Linked DNA regions of Mus musculus: region 2 is linked to region 1. Evidence: chromatin contacts called from public Hi-C data. All regions are on one chromosome and are shown on one strand. The core of a region is the stretch at or near the end of the contact, and the rest is flanking DNA. Distances in the headings are between cores, read along the strand shown.

Region 1 (4,941 bases), core at 1,777-4,276:
CAATGCCTTTCCTCCCACTAGCCTATTTACATACCTGCTGTGCTACCTATTTGCCTTCACCTGCGTTCCAATTAATACCCCATTAAGCCGCTCCACCTGCAGTGGCTTTTCCCTTAGCCACAGCCCTGGAACGATCACTCATTTGCTACAGCTCAATTGTTTCTTTTGGGAAGATAAACAGGAGCCGCATGAATAATAATGGCAATGCTTTGTATTTAAAGGGCTCTGTGTTCACAAAAGGCCAGTATAGCCAGGAACTGTGGTCAGGACAGAAGGAGCCAGTTGGTGGGGAAAACATTTGCAATAGTGTGGCTACATTCCAGAAGATGCTGGCGGAGAAGGAATGGCCCTTAGTGAGTCAGATAGGTGGATTGATTCTGAATTCTATGTCTATCTTTTGTTTAATATACACTGGGGGGGGGGGCGGAGTGCAAAGGAGAGCTTGTGAGCTGGCACAACTGGGACTTCCTGTGTGTTCGCATGTGTGTAGACTTACATGGATGTGTGTGCTGGTGCTGTGACAGCCTGAGGTTGACCTCAAGTGTCTTTCTCATCACCCTCCACACCTTGAGGCAGGGTCTCCAGCTGAACCTAGAGCTCACTGGTTATGCTAGTCTAGCCAGTAAGCTGAATCCCCTGACTCCAGTCCCCTCGAAGTGCAATCACAGTGGGTGGGCAGGCCCCCCATCTTTCATGTGTGTTTTAAGATCTCAACTTTGGTCCTCATGCTTGTGTGCCACCTCCCTAGTTGCAAAGTCGGTCTTTTAAGACAGTGTTTCCCTGTAGTCAAGGGGTTTCCTTCCTGTCTAGCTAGATGAGTGAGATTTTGTTTAGTCACGGGCTTTATGGTGTCCTCCTATTTGCAGTAAATAATACACTTTCTCTTTTGTATAAACAGATTTTAGTGTCCAACCATTCTTTCCAGGAGTTATCAAATCTGGCTACGCTCTAAGATCTTATATTTTACACAGCTCCCATGACTCTGACAGGCACATCTGGGAGCTGGAAGACCTTCCATGGCATCAGCCTTTCCTATGGTCTTCCGCCTCCACAGTCACTTATCTCCATAGCAAACCTGGCTTTCTGTGTGCTCTGGACACACTTTCAGATTGTGGACCCTATCAGGTGCTTTCTGATGCATCAGCCCTTCATCGATCTCCCCAGGAAGATCCAATTGACAGTCTTTATCCATGTCTCCAGTCAAGGTAGACCAGATGACTGCAGTGTGCAGGTGACAGTTGTCTTTATCTACAGTTCAGTCGTGGTAGACCAGATGACTGCAGTGTGCAGGTGACAGTCTTTATCCACAGTTCAGTCGTGGTAGACCAGATGACTGCAGTGTGCAGGTGACAGTCGTCTTTATCCACAGTTCAGTCAAGATAGACCAGATGACTGCAGTGTGCAGGTGACAGTCTTTATCCATGTCTCCAGTCAAGGTAGACTGCAGTGTGCAGGTGACAGTCTTTATCCATGTCTCCAGTCAAGGTAGACCAGATGACTGCAGTGTGCAGGTGACAGTCATCTTTATCCACAGTTCAGTTGTGGTAGACCAGATGACTACAGTGTGCATACCTTCAAGGTGGCTTAAGGTGAAGCACATTAGCAGGACAACCCTCTCTCCCATGTTTTCGGAAACCCACCCCTCCTCCGAGCTGTAGAAGCAGAACACAGCAGAATGGGCAGGATTGTGTGTGATAAGCGTGGCTCGGTGAACACTGAGTTTTATTTAATGGGCTGATGAGAAGTCTTCCTGCTCTTCCTGATCCCCTTCCACTCTCTGGCTCTAAATTGCAAATGAATACATTCACACCTGTACCCTCTGATCCTTGTTAGATCCCTATTTGAAAGACCATACCGGTTAGCTCAAAGACTGTTCAAAGCCAGGTGTTTTTATTTGAAGAATTCCTCAGTCAGGACCTCCAGTACATCTTGATCACTTTAAGGTTCAGCTCCTTCTCCCAGGGGGATTTTCAGAGTAAATGCAATTCTAGCCTCGTGGTGCTGGGCACCAAGCCACTTCCAGGAAGGGAAGTTCTCCCCCTCCTATTCCCCTCCCCTCGCCTGGCACCTGTCCATGAAATGCTGTTCGCCTGTTGAGGCAGATGGGTGCCACAGCTTCTGCTGCTTCTACAATGGAGCTTCCCATAGTTTCTCAACACCAGAATGTTAACTTTTATATTCCCGATGACATGGAAATTATATAAATTAAAAATCAAGGGTTCATTGAGAACTATGTCAACACCCAGAACTCCTTTGTCCATTAGGATATTTTTTGAGTTTAAAAAAAAAAAAAAAAAAAAAAAAAAAACTACAGCTGAAGCCAAAAAAAAAAAAAAAAAGCATGTGCTCTACTGAAAATCCCTCCAAGCGTCCAAGTGAGCTTTTTCTAACAGAGAAAAGGTAGCACAGCAGCTGGTTTTTGTGAGCGATGTCCACATGAATGGTTCCATTTAACTCTGGGCTGAAGCTAATGTGAGAGTCGAGGTCAGGATGGTTCCATCAGCTTTATGCCTGGAGAGATCAGAGTGACCTTCAAGGCAAGTGCTCTGGATCGGGCCAACCGCTAATGCTGCACCCAGCACCCCAGGACTTGCCAGAGGTACAGGGTCACCCTTTGGTGAGGGCACTTTTCCTGCACAGGAAAAGCAAAAACTGCCCATCTCAGCACAGCCAGCCACACTGCCCTCCTGTGTAGAAGGCACTGAGGGCTGAAAAGCTGAAGTGGAGGTTTACCCTTCAGGATGTCCTGGATCCCTGTCTCAGTGTGGGGGTGGGGAGAGATTTTGTTTTCAGAAACAGGAAGAATCATAGGAGTCTCATCTCTGGGACTGCATTCCTACCAAATCACTGCCCGACATGGGTACTAACGAGCCTTCTGCCCTTTGGCCTTAGGAAATGAGAACTGAGTATCTCCCAAGAATCTGCCGAGATGTCTGTCTAGAGCTGCCAGCAAAGATCGGACAGTGTCTTTCTCCCCAGGGGCAGCAGCTAATGAGCCTACCCAAGAGCACTGGTTAGATGTTACAGTGTGAACCACAGCTGGACGTGGCACCTGGTCTAGGGACACAGAGCTCCAAGTCGGGGCATGTGACTTGTGAAGGTAGAGGACATTTTTGTGAGCCAGGGTGTGCCTTCTTAGAAGTTCTTGGGTGGGAAGAAAACGGAAGCCAAGTTGGCTTTTTGGTGGGAAATTATGATCTCTCCTAGTTTTAGCTGGTTTATGGTATGAGAGACATCACGCTATCAATGTCAGATTTAAGAGTTATTAGTTTTAATTTTTTTAGAGTCTGTCCTTAGAGCTTCACACGAGTCTGGAAGGATTTCAATCTACCCAGTGTTGTCAACAGGACCACACTTGGAGGTGGCTGGAGACTAGAGTGTGGTTGAGGTTCAGAGTTCAGAGGCAGGGATCTGAGAAAACTGAAGATGAAATGTGACTCTGGGGAAGGTAGGTCAAGGGCCAGAGAGGCCAAGATGGCTCAGCAGGGAAAAGCACCACTAAGCGTATCCCCAGAGCCCATATAGCAGGAAGGGAATCAACTCTCAGTGGCTTGTCTTCCAATCTCCTCACAAGTACAATGACCTGTACACACACACACTCACACAGGTACACACACACTCACACACACACAGGCACACACACACACAGACACACACACTCACAGACTCATACAGGCACACACATTCACATACACTCACACAGGCACTCACACACACACCCACACAGGTAAACACTCACTCACTCACACACACACACACAGGCATACACACACACTCACACACACAGGCACACACATTCACATACACTCACACAGGCACTCACACACACACACACACAGGCACACACACAGACTCATACAGGCACACACATTCACATACACTCACACACACACACAGGTACACACTCACACACACAGGTACACACTCACACACACAGGCACACACACACACAGGCACTCACACACACACACACACTCACACAGGTACACACTCACTCACACATACACACACAGGCACACACACACACACACACAGGCACACACACAGACTCATACAGGCACACACATTCACATACACTCACACACACACACACACACAGGTACACACTCACACACACAGGCACACAGGCACACACACACACTCATACAGGCACACACATTCACTCACACACACACACAGGCACACACACACACAGGCACACACTCACACAGACACACACACACACACTCACACACACACACACAGGCACACACACACACTCACACACACACACACACTCACACACACACACACACAGGCACACACACACAGGCACACACACACACACACAGGCACACACACACACTCACACACACACACACACAGGCACACACACACACTCACACACACACTCACACACACACACAGGCACACACTCACACACACAGGCACACACTCACACACACACTCACACACACACACACAGGCACACACACACAGGCACACACACACACACACAGGCACACACACACACTCACACACACAGGCACACACTCACACACACACACACACACACACACACACACACACACAATGTGTGTAACTTAAAAGAAAAGAAAAGTCAAACAGCAAGACAAAGTTCCAGAAATATAAGCCAAACTCTGAAATCAATCACTGATTTCACTGTGATATCGGCATATTAAGATGGGAATAAAGAGACGGGAGGTCTCTCACTCTTTGTTTACTTAGATAAGAGATCTCCTCTGTGTAGTGAGCACTTCTCTAAAATGCAAATAATTCATCAGTCCTTTTGTGAGAGGTGAGAAAGGAAACTTCAAATGTGATTGGAAGCCCTCAACAGCCTTCTGTGGGAAGAGAGCAGACCTCTGTAAGAGCTGAACGCAGCCTAGGGGAAAGGTATCTACCCAAGATTAGTGTGTCAGTAAACACATAATGTACAGA
Region 2 (4,941 bases), core at 1,128-3,627, 110 kb after region 1:
GGGAGGGGCATTGGGGGAGGAGGCTGAGACCAGAGAATGATAATATCCTGCTTTGTTGCTCCTGGTTTTACTCCCTTAAGGCAAGATTTCTCTCAGCACCTGGAGTTAGGCTGGCAGCCATCAAACCCAGAGAGCCTCCTGTTTTCCCCCAACAGCTTCCAGTGAGAGTCAGGGCTCAGGGTGCATGGCCATACCTGCATTTTTATGTGGATGCTGGGGATTTGAACCGAGGTCTTCACACTTGCACAGCAAGCACTCTTACCTACTGAGACATCTCCCCAGCCCCTAGAGTAGCAATCTCAAAGCAGGTATATCGTCACCCATGTCTGGCTATTTTAGAGACAGAAAGAAAAGTATGTTTATGGAGGAACGATAAAGCGTTGGAGAGAGGGGAGGGGAGGGGGAGGGAGGACAAGCATATTCATCTGCATTTGTGGATTTACATTAAAATATTAATGTTTATAGTCCCTCCTACACTGTCATGTTGACAAATTTTGCTCTAGACACCACAAAGCTTTGTATTTCTCAAGTTTCAAAGAATCAAAATGCAGACCACGACGGAAACATTTCTCCACATTTTTGTTTTTATAAATATTACAGTGCAATTCTAGAGGGGTTTTGCTGGATATATATCAGAGGCAAAAATCTTCTTAAAGTAAATCATTATAAAACCCCTTTCCCTTTTACCACGCTGGCAGTGCCCTGTCTAAAGGTCTTTGGGGAAAATAAATAATGGGAATTTTGTTATTGATCTCATGCAGAGGCAGTGGATCTAATGAGTTATTGTTATTTTACCCAGAGCAAATATTATGAGGTCCAAAATAATAACATTCAATTAAAGAAAGCTAGCCTGATAGGATAGAAGATAAAAACGAAATGCAACAATGAATTCCTTTCAGGACTTTCTAAATGCTAATTTAGCTTGTCATACATTTAGAATGAAATTCTTTGCAAAATGTAGTTTCCCAAGCCACCATAATAATTAAAGTGATTATTTATCTTGAGATAGACAAGTATCATCCCCAACAAAAGGAGGTTGCTGCTCTTCATTAAAAGATAATTTATACTTCAGATTCATTTTTTAAGTGTAGCAATAACAACAGAAGCCTTAAGCTGATAGCAAGTCCCCCAGGATTTACCAAACTTTTTGAAGAGTTCACTCCGAGCAAATGTATGAACGTTTTTGAATGTGTTACACAATAGAGCCCTGTTTGATATCTCCCCAGTGCAGCGGTTGAGGGTCTCTGGATAGTAAGGTCACTATGTGGTCTGCAGAGTTTAGTGGGGCCCAAAGAACTGTAGCCTTCATAGATGGATAGAAAAGAGCAACAAGCAAGTGGCCTTGCCGTTTCCCACGGAGTGATATAAAACATGGGGAGGATCTGTCTGCTTGTGTTCTGTTTCTGTCTGTCCATCAGGCCACCAAGAAAATCTAAGCGACTGAGTTTCTCAAAGCAGCTGGTTTACTCTTAAGTCTCCAGAACAAAACCCTTACTGTTTCCCCCCCTCCCCCGACACCGACCTGAGGTGCTTGCCTCTTGTGCCCACCGTGGTGAGAGAGCTGCCCCACTGCTCCCCACTGTTCCCATGCCCACATCACACGGAGTTCCCCGTCTTCACCCTTCCTGACGCCCGGAGTGCCTAGCCCTCTCACACAGGGAAAACGAAGACAGGAGCATTGGCAGCAATGAATATTGTCTTTCCCAGACCACCACAAAAACATGCCTACAAAGAGGCGTTTTCTAGGGATGATGATCTCCCCGGAGACTTCAATTCCCACCAGGTTCCCGAGACCAAGCGCCGTGAAGAGCAAATGAGGGCTAGAGAGATGACTCCATCAGCGGGTAAAGTGCTTGCACCACATAAAAGCTGTGGAGGTTCTTTACCCAGTATAGACAAAATGCAAGCTCTGGGTTCAGTGAGAGACGCTGTCTCAAAAAAGTAAAGTGGAAAAAGGTAGAGAAAGATAACAGAAGTTGACCTGGACACACACATACAGGCAAGTGCATGCACAAACACTTGTGTATACATGCATGCATGCATGAACGAGAACACACACGTACACACACACACACGCACACATGCACACACACCAAGTGAATCCTTTAGACCTCTTGTCCTTTAGGGTCAAGTGACCGTCCAAAGATGGCGGAGCAGTGATCTAGAAGCTGAATCTATTGTCATCAGCCATGTGCTAAGAGCCTTAACGAACACAATGAAAACAGCCACTCCTCACAAACAAGACCTTGCTTAAGGCCCACTCATTTTTCTTTCCCAGAGTGGATGGTTTAAAATTTCACAACTCAGGAGATGTCTAAAGTATGTGGCTTTGCAAAACAATACTCTTGTGGATTGGAGTGACCACAGCCTCTGTCAGAAGAATCCAAAGCACTCCTAAGACCAACAACAGGGGTATGAAAACCAATGTGTACCTTTCCAAGAACCTGTCACCAAGAGGTTCACGGTCCCCAGGCGTCATCCAACTATCTTGTGAGCATTTCAAATTGCCTGGAAGAGACCAGGGAAAACAGAGGGGCCCTGCAGAACAGAAACCTGTCACAACAAACCTCAGCTGTGCAATTTCAGGGTTTCACTGTGATGGGAAAACACAAGACCTCGCAAGCCTCCAGCTGAGGGTCCCCGCATGACTCTCTGGACCACATCTGTATCTTCAGCTGATCCAAGTGGCAGCTCAATGGATAGTAATACTCAACACCCCATGATGCAGATGAGTTTGGGAATGGAATTAGACTGTGTTGGCTGAGGTTCCACTTTGGCTCTGAATAGAGGTTCATCAGAAACAGGTACCATCTGGAATTGATGGGACAGTCAAATTGGATATGTCTCTACACATGGAACTATTCGCCATGCTCTCCGTGATTAGAGAGCACAGGAGGGGACTGTGGCTGTTGCTAAGGGCTGGATTGATTAGCACTGGCTAGATGCATGTTCTGCTCATTCTAGAGACTAGCTAGAAACACCATTCAATCCATATAGAAGTCTCTTCAACACTAAGAACGAAAGGATTATCTTGCTGACCAGCTATGCTTACTGGAAGATAGTGCAGAAGAGCCAAGGATCCAAAATATGAGCCAAATCACCAACTCCCAATCAAGAGATGATTAATAATCCCAGGAGCCAGGGCAGAGGCTCAGTCAGCAAAGTACAAGCCAAACAAGCTTGACGACCTGAGTTTGATTCCCAGCACACCCATTTTTAAAAGGCAGGTGGTGTGCATCTCTAATCCCAGCCCTGGGGAGATGAAGACAGGCAGGTCTCTACAGCTCACTGGCCAGCCAAGCTAGCCAGATCAGTGAACTCCAGACTCACCAAGAGACGCTATCTCAAACATCAAAGACAAAACTTGATGTTGACCTCCAGCCTTCACAGCCTATCACACACACAGACACACACACACAGACACACACACACAGACACACACACACACACAGACACACAGACACACACACACACACACACACACATACACAGTTATGATCTTGAAAAAAATGGTTATTTTCAAGAGAGAATTTTGTAAAGTTGTCAGTCACAGGACAGCTGTGTTTACACACTGAATAGAATGGAAAACTCATGCAATTACCCAGATGATTTTCATCAAAACATCCCTGTAACTGAAATATCCAGAACACTGAAGATATCAAATGGAAGATTCTTACACTTGGGGCTTGAGTTCCCAGATAATTGCTCCGACTCTCCAGTCTTGTTTGGGCCTAACCCAGCCTGTGCACTGGCAACTGGAACCATTTGCAGATGCTCATGTTTAGGGACGTGATTGTCTATGGTGACAGGCACACGCAGATGTTGCCTGGTGTGGATGAGGTTCAGGCTTAAGTTTTAGAAGCTTATTTTGAAGATGTTAACTGTACACAGCTCATTTCTTTCCAACTCAAGCCCCTATAAAAAGTCACTTAGGCAAGTAATGTCAATTGTCCCAAACTAATCAAATCAAGTAAAATGTTTCATTAATGGTGCCCTGATTTGATTTTGGAAGACAGCATCTGAAAGTAGCGTTTTTAATAATTAAAAATGAACCCCTTTGTAAACTGCCTTCAATTTGATTCAGAAGCCACATTTGTATAAAAATCTTCCCTTCTTTTGATTGTGCACCATTATATTTATTATATTAGCTTGTCCTCTGATAGCACACTTGTGTGTGTGTGGGGGGGGGGGGGTCATTGAACAACTTTGTGGGGTTAGTTCTCTTCTTCTACCATGTGGCTTCCAGGGATCAAACTCACGTCACCAGGCTTTCAGCAAGCCCGGCTGCACCATGTCAGCAGGCCCACTGTATCCCTTTAAAATATACACTATGGTGCCTCAGAAACAGTAGGCGGTTACTGCAGTCAACTCATATTCACATAGTAGGTACTCACATTCACATAGTAGGTACTCACATCTACATAGTAGGTACTCACATCCACACAGTAGGTGGTTACTGCAGTCAACTCACACCCACACAGTAGATGGTTACTGTAGTTAACTCACATCCACATAGTAGGTACTCACATCCTCATAGTAGGAGGTTTCTGCAGTCAGACGGGTTAACTTACTCATGTCATGTTTTCTTAAGTCCACCAGAAAAATGACTTCCCTTCTCAATAACTTCCTTTCACTTTTATTTTTATTGATTTTCTTTACCTTCCCCCAATTAAACTTCCTGTGATTTCTTATGCAACATCTGAAGTCCTACTACACGCATGCTTCCCACAGCTCTGATATAGCTGACTTTGGAATATATTCTCCAGCTACAGAATCTGCTCAAATGTACAGCACAAAGGGGAAGCACAGAATGCCATTACCTCAAACCCGGCCCCAAAGTATGAACTCATTTTAATTAAAGATATTTGATATGAGCTCCCATGCTGAAAGAAACGGGTGGGGGAGGGGGCACAGAAAAAGACCTATCTTTTGCAAAGAAAT

Evidence for each region. A called contact is a pair of places that touch in the nucleus more often than the background predicts.
Region 2: a contact with region 1 is called in a Hi-C map of muscle stem cells, with 1.9 times the contacts expected there. The contact joins two enhancer-like sites. A contact is called at or near these places in 1 of 15 datasets of contacts at CTCF or cohesin (the NIH/3T3 cell line), 4 of 484 Hi-C or Micro-C datasets (embryonic stem cells, muscle stem cells, nephron progenitors and 1 more) and 1 of 9 other capture datasets (embryonic stem cells).

What each region holds. Positions count from the first base shown.
Region 1 is chr19:58,314,650-58,319,590 of GRCm38.p6, forward strand. The region is part of intron 5 of Gfra1 (glial cell line derived neurotrophic factor family receptor alpha 1); the gene reads right to left. Among named protein-coding and RNA genes, the nearest start is that of Gm10007, 21 kb to the left of the region's middle. Within about 2 kb of position 3,027, at least 8 of the 459 cell types and tissues checked have an H3K27ac peak or open chromatin away from gene starts, as enhancers often do. A contact at or near this core is called in muscle stem cells, where this site is marked.
Region 2 is chr19:58,420,639-58,425,579 of GRCm38.p6, forward strand. The region is part of intron 4 of Gfra1 (glial cell line derived neurotrophic factor family receptor alpha 1); the gene reads right to left. Among named protein-coding and RNA genes, the nearest start is that of Gfra1, 32 kb to the right of the region's middle. Within about 2 kb of position 2,378, at least 3 of the 459 cell types and tissues checked have an H3K27ac peak or open chromatin away from gene starts, as enhancers often do. A contact at or near this core is called in muscle stem cells, where this site is marked.